Linked DNA regions of Columba livia: region 1 is linked to region 2. The links are chromatin contacts, called in public Hi-C maps. All regions are on one chromosome and are shown on one strand. Each heading gives the region's core, a stretch centred on a gene start, on an enhancer-like site or on the middle of the called end of the contact. The rest is flanking DNA. Distances are from core to core; before and after follow the strand shown. Region 1 overlaps SH3PXD2B (SH3 and PX domains 2B). Region 2 holds the start of SH3PXD2B (SH3 and PX domains 2B).

What was found. Hi-C and Micro-C count contacts between places; a contact is called where the count stands out from the background.
Region 1: a contact with region 2 is called in a Hi-C map of crop, with 4 times the contacts expected there. The contact joins the enhancer-like site here to the promoter of SH3PXD2B in region 2. A contact is called at or near these places in 2 of 2 Hi-C or Micro-C datasets (crop and liver).

The regions. Positions count from the first base shown.
Region 1 is chr14:2,493,192-2,496,593 of bColLiv1.pat.W.v2, forward strand. All of the region lies in intron 5 of SH3PXD2B (SH3 and PX domains 2B), which reads left to right. Among named protein-coding and RNA genes, the nearest start is that of SH3PXD2B, 53 kb to the left of the region's middle. Within about 2 kb of position 1,395, at least 1 of the 3 cell types and tissues checked has an H3K27ac peak away from gene starts, as active enhancers do.
Region 2 is chr14:2,440,745-2,443,691 of bColLiv1.pat.W.v2, forward strand. SH3PXD2B (SH3 and PX domains 2B) reads left to right here and starts at 1,517. Exons shown (of 16, transcript XM_065029511.1): 1 at 1,517-1,806. The coding sequence starts at 1,735.

The DNA.
Region 1 (3,402 bases), core at 145-2,644, 52 kb after region 2:
TTGTGGCTTTTGAGCCACGTCCTGCTATCCAGACAAATGGCAGCTTGTATAATGACTTGTTTGTTTTGCAGTTCTCCTCGTCCCTACATGCAGATGCACCAGGAGCCTGGGCCAGATCTCAGCTCCAAAGTAGTGATCTCCCTCCCTCTTGACTGATAGCTGTCTTTCCTGGGTGACAGCAGGTTAGAAGCATCACAGGGCTTGAAGCCAATCTCCAAAAATACACTTTGTGCCAGCGCAAGATCTTTACGTGGACAGTGTATTTGATTTTCTGCGCTAACGGGGAAGCTTTCTGAAACCAAAGGTTCAGCTTGGGCGACTCCCCAGTGGTGAAACACAGGGGTAGCACCGGCACTGCCGTGCGGGGGACAGGGGCTCCATTCAGCGCTCGGTGGAGCATTTGCGAACCATCAGTTCTCCCAAACAAGAACTCTGTTGTACCCCAGTTCTCAGTATGTCTCATCTGCATAAACTTTGCTAAAACCTCTAACATCTCCAAGCTCGCTGAATACTTAGAAGATAAACTACCTCCTCATAGCTATTTTGAAGGCATTACTGTATTACAGAAGGATATTTTTTTACAAGAGCAAAGTTTTTTTGTGTGGGAGGTGTTTTCTTGGAATGGTGACCTCAGATCCATCTCATCTTGTGTGTTGATTGTGGCTCCTGTGTGGCTGGCTCTGCAGCTGCTGGACTTGTCTTCCTTTTGCTGGTGCTTCACTGTCCCTCTCTTGCTTCATGTAAGTCCATTAAGACTTTCAGTGTCCACAGTATCCTACAGTGAGGAGTTCAACAGCTCACCTACATGTTGCTGAAGAACAGCCAGTCTCTGTTTGTTCTCTTAGCTTTGCCTCAAGCCCTTGTCACAGGCTTGTTCTCCCATCTCCTTCCCATCACTGCATCCAGAGGGATGCTGTCTGATACACTAGAGAAGATGCTTGAGAAACCTGATTCTCTTTTCCTAAAAGAAAAAGTTCCGTGGGGAGTGTTAATTAGTGCTAGGAGTTCTCCATGTGTAAGAGTTTCCTTTCAGGATTGCACTGGGTTATTGAAGGATGGTGAACTGAGGCCGCTGCACCTTGAGACTGTGCTCTAAGTGACACTCTGGTCACACAGGAGCTTTTATCTTCAGTGTTGCTGACCAGGAGCTGGGAAAGTCCTGAGAAGCAGCTGGAGAACGGGTCCTGGGTTTTACCGCCTGGGAAGCTTTGTGGGGCTGGTTGGCGGCACGCAGTCACAGCTGTGGATCGGTGCTTTGTAACTGTGCTGTGACTGCCTGGTTCATGTGCACGGCCTGGCCGTTGCAGAGGTGGGAGCTAAATGAGTTTCACAGTGGAAGGCAGAGTGGCCTTTTCTTCTTCTCCTCCTCTGGAGCCACCGGTTTCCAGGAGGCTGTGCATGCAGGCTCTGCTGCGTGCTTTTCTCTGCTCCATGGGGAATGGAGGAGGAGGAGATGCTGCCGGGAGTTTATTGCTGTTTCCTGTCTTGTCTGAGCTCTCGTCCCCTCTGAGGCAGTGGGCTGGTGCAGCTGGTCTTCAGACCTGCAGCTCTTTGTGTCTGTGCCAGCAGCAAAGTGAAATTGCAGGTCTTTCCTTGCCCCCTCACTCAGACCGAGGAGCGGTGAAAGGAAACAGGAGGATGAGTTACAGTAATGGGTTTAGCAGATGGCAGGGGGAAAAGAACAGTTATTTCCATCAGCACCCTCCTGTCAGCACGAGGGTGCCATGCCCAGCTTGCTCATCTGGCCTTGCTTCACCTCACTTCCCCACCGCACCGCTGAGCGGGGGTAAATTGGATGGGGCATATTGATAAATTCTGATTTAGCTCAGCTGTGCAGTCTCTGCTTAGAAATGTCTTTGGGTTGTTCTGTCTAGTAGATTCCTTCATTGTTCTCTGCATCTGGGAGATGGTGTTCAGGTCTTTGCACAGTGCTGTGGTTTCTGAACTTAACAGATAGTCCCCAGTTTCTAGATAACAATGTCCCATTTGTTTCTAGTCCATCTTTCTTGCATTTTATTTAATTTTATTGATAACTGCGTGGATGAGTACCACAGGTTTAAGGTGCAAAGAGAGGGAGGCACCAGGAGGTTCAGGCATTAGGAACAGAATGTGTTGCCAGGGTGGTGGGCAGAGTCACCCATCGCTCCAGGGGAATACAATGTCTGCAGTCATTATGGTCTGAAAACACAGATAAGCTTGAAAGAGAACAAAGAGCAGCCCAGCTCTGGCTGGCTTTCTTGCCGAGCATGGAGGGATTTCTTTACTTGGCCTGAAAACAAAGCTGGGAGAGGGGAAAGGGAAAGGTTGTTTTGCCAGTGGACTTGATAAGCAGATGAAGGGGCTCCTGAGGTCCATCTGGGCTGATCCAAGTAGCAGCCAGCAGCTCTGCAGCCTCAGGAAAGTCCCCTTACCGTGAGGTGAATGTTTTGCTCCTTGGAAGCTCCAGAGCCTGCTTTGTGCTTGTTATTCTTGCTGGAGGTGACAAGGATCAATGCGTATCTTCTGGCACCAGAATATTTCATCTTGGCCAGTTGGTCTTGATCTGTCATGTGTGTGAGCATGAGGAGCGGGCAAAGCTCCTCGGGAAGTGACCATGGCACAGGTTTCCACCACCCTGTGCTGCAGCAGCGTTGCAAGGCCACAGTGGAGCATTACGTTAAAGTGTTGAGAGCCCTTTTGCGACAACATGGGCCGCTGTGGTTGGGCTGGGAATGGGTTTGGTGCATTTGTTTGGTTTTCAGGCCATTTGGTTGTCTTGGTTTGTTACCCATGATTTTTTGAAGCTTGTCTTGGCCGTATTTTCTTTGGTTTGGTGCTTGGTTTTGGATCATGAAATGCCCCACATTTCATTGTGCCTGAAGAAGGTTGGGTTTATGCCGTGGGTTTGAGGCTGTTCAGCCACCCTATTTCTTGGGAAAATTCATGTAAGAGAAGGGACCCAGGACCTGTGTTTTCTAACCCATCTCATCAGCAGTGTGGCCAGTGCTGGCCATAGTGGGAGGACTTTGGCTGGAGCTACCTCATTGCCTCCTTGTAACCACCAATAGCTCCTGCTTGCTCTGTGCTGGTGGCACTTTTTCTACTGCACAGCCCTGGTGTTCGTCCTCTCTACAACACCTTCATGACTTGTTTAGTTTTGGGGTTTGCCCCTTCCCCAGCCACTCCCCATCCTTGGCCATGAGAGAGGTGCAGGGCACAGAGGAACTTCAGTATTTCCCTCTTTGACTGTCTATGAAGTGGTGCCCACTTCTGTGGGATCTGTCGTCCATGCTGGGAGCAGTTTTGGGGGTTTGGGCTTCCCCTGCTCCTGGCTCTGCTGCCAGATCATCTCAATTTGCCTGCCTTTGCCAAGTGACATGGTGGGAGTCATGGCTGTCAGACCAAGGCACCAAGGAGGCCAGG
Region 2 (2,947 bases), core at 267-2,766:
TCTGGTTCCTGGAGAAGGTAGGTGAGCCCATTCATATATTCTCCTTTTCCTTTCCATGGCACGCATCTCCATGTGGGAACCTTGTGGCACTGGGAAGTGGCTTATCAGCAAGGGAATACCTAAAGGTTTCATGTACCCCTGAGAAGGGGAGGTGGGCACAAAGCTTCCTGCAGCAAAGCACCATCTGTGTCCCTCCAGGCTGCTTCAAGCTCAAGAGTGAGGTGCCCTTCACAGTGTCACCACAGGGTGTTCATCCTGTCCCTTGTGTGTTCCCAGCTGTGGCTGCAGGGCCAGGATTAAAGGGGAGGGGGAGGCTGGCATGAAGGTTGCTGATGGAGGTGCAGAGCAGCACGGTGCTGCACAGCGGCTGGGATGGCCTGGTGGGAGGGACAGCAGGGAACAGGCGTTGTGGCTGTAAGAATGGGCAGAACTTGTTCCTCCCCTCCCAAATCTACCATCTGGCTCTGTGCTAAAGTGTCTGACTGAGGAGGGACGGCAAGAGCCAGGGCAGAGAGGGGAGTGATGTGCAACTGGTCCATTAGTGAACCAGCCCTGTGGTGGCATGCCAGCAGGTGTCAGGGGGTCACAGGTGGTGTGGTGTCCCCTTCAGACAACCTAGCATCCTTCCTGCAGCTGACTCCGCAGGGCCACTGTGGTCCTGGGCTTAGCTGAGGGGGAGGAAGATGAAGATGAGCCCTTTGCAAGGACAGGGGGGCCAATGAAGCCCTGGCAGCCTGCCTGTGCCTCCATTAATCCTCTGGGGTGGTTGTAGCAAAGTTAACAGTAAACAAAGGACCCATGTTTAAGGAGCTGCTAAAGAGTGAGATGAGTTGTTTATGATTAAATTAAATTCATGTGAAAGCTAATGACCTGCCAGTGTGAGCCTTGGGTAACTTTATAATGTAATTAACAGCCCACGGGGGAAGCAAGCTGTGCTAATGCCACATGTTGAGGAGCTGCTGGGAACACGGAGGCCGTGGGTGGCATTGATGTGGAGATGTGCCCAGCTGCTGCCTTGTCTGCCCTGCTGCATGGAGGGCAGAGCTGGGGACAGGAGGGGACGGGCTGCCAGGAAGGAGAGCTGGAGTGCGATGGCTCAGCTCCCAGGGGTATCCGGCTTGTCCTGGGTAAGACAGTTCTGCTGATCTGACCATACCAACAGCCAACTAAACTGCTGATTTCTGCTCAGTTCGTTTCCCGGATCCTTAGGGTTGTGGCTGTTGGTGATCAAGTCAACACCACCGTGGGAACCGTTGTTATGGGACAAGAGTGAGGAGACGAATCAGGGAGCCCAGGCACAGCCCCCTGACGCCAAGCAAGATGTGCAAGCCCAGATCCTCCCCGGCCCCGCAGCCACCTCCCCGCAAGGGCAAACAGCCCTCCCAAGAACTCTGCCCTCCCCGAGGCACAGCCGAGGCGCCTTCCCCCTCCATGGTGGGCTGGGGGGACCGCGGGGCGGGACACCCCTTGTCAGCGGCCGCGCGTGGAGCGGACACGCGTGGGGCGGGTGGTGCCGGTCGCCCCTTTAAGCGGGCGGTGGCGGGGCCGCCCCGCCGGCCGGGATAGGCCGGGGCGGGCCGGGGCCGCCTCCCGCCCCCGGCAGCGGGCGGGCGGCTCGGCTGGGCTCGGCGCGGCGCTGCAGGCTCCGGTCCCGGCTGCCTGCGCCAGTGCCTCCCCCTGCGCCTCCGCCGCTCCCCGCTTCGCCGCTGGCGCCGGGCTGCGAGGGGCAGAGGCATGCCCAGGCGGAGCATCGCGGAGGTGAAGGTGCTGGACGTGCAGAAACGGCGCATCCCCAACAAGCACTATGTGAGTGGCGCGGCTCAGCTCGGCTCGGGGCGCTCCGCTCCGCCGCGCCCGGCCCTGGGCAAACAAAGGCCGGGCGCTGCCGGCCCACGGGCGGCCCCGCTGCCCCACGGCTGGCCCGGAGGCGGCCGCGGAGCCCCGGGACGGGAGGGAAGAGAAGGGCAGCGCTGCCGGATTTGTCGCTTCCACCCCCGGCGTCTCCCCGTGGGGATCACCCGGTTCTCCCCTGCCGGCGGGGGGAGGCGCTGCCTCTTCCTCCCGAAACCCCTGGTCCCGGGGGGGACGGGCAGGGAGAGCGCCGGTGGTGACCCCGTGCGGGACCCGCCGGGAGTGGCTGCGGGTGGGTTTCTGCTGGAGGGGCTCCGAGAGCAGCTCAGGGAGGAGGAGGCACCGCCAGGAAGTGCCTTTGCTTTCGTGAGGGAGCAGTGTTTGGCGGAGGGGCTCTGAAACCTGTTGGCTGCAGCGTCCCGGGCGAGGGAGGGACCACCCGGGTGGTTCATTCTGTGCCTGGGACGGTGCTGCTGTCCCTGTGAGGTGTTCCCGTGTCCCCTGCACTCCTTCTGTATGAGCTGCACAGGGAGCGTGTTCCTGCATGGTCCGGGGCATCTTCCAAACAGTTGTGGGGTTTTGTATTTTTGAAGAGGTTGGCTTTTTTTTTAAATTATTATCATTTGAACTTTGGTATGCTTCCAGCATCTGTGGAGACCTTGTGAATGAATCCTGGCAACAACTGTAAAACAAAGACAAGAATGTTTTCCCCACCCTGTTTGCCTTAGACTGGGGTGACCCAGTGACACGCTGTTTGTGGTAGTTTGGGTTGTGAGGTTGTGGTGTTCACTCTGGCCGGAGAATGTTGTGTTGGTGGAGCCGAGCACCCTGAGCTCTTGGGAGATCAGGGCCTTCTCTGGGTCAACCTGGCTGGTTTGTGGCAGTGAGCAACAGCTGAAGGAAAGGAGAGGACAGGCCAGCTCTAGCCGAGGATGGAGGAGAAGGTAAAGGGGGGCTGTTACCCTTTCCTTGCATCCACGGATGTGATGCGGCTGCTGCCCAACCCCTTATCACTCCTTCTTCCTCTCCTGCCCTGTCTGTGGCTTTATTAGTTGTGACTGAGCCTGGCCCCAGCTCCAGACATGCCCCCCTTCCT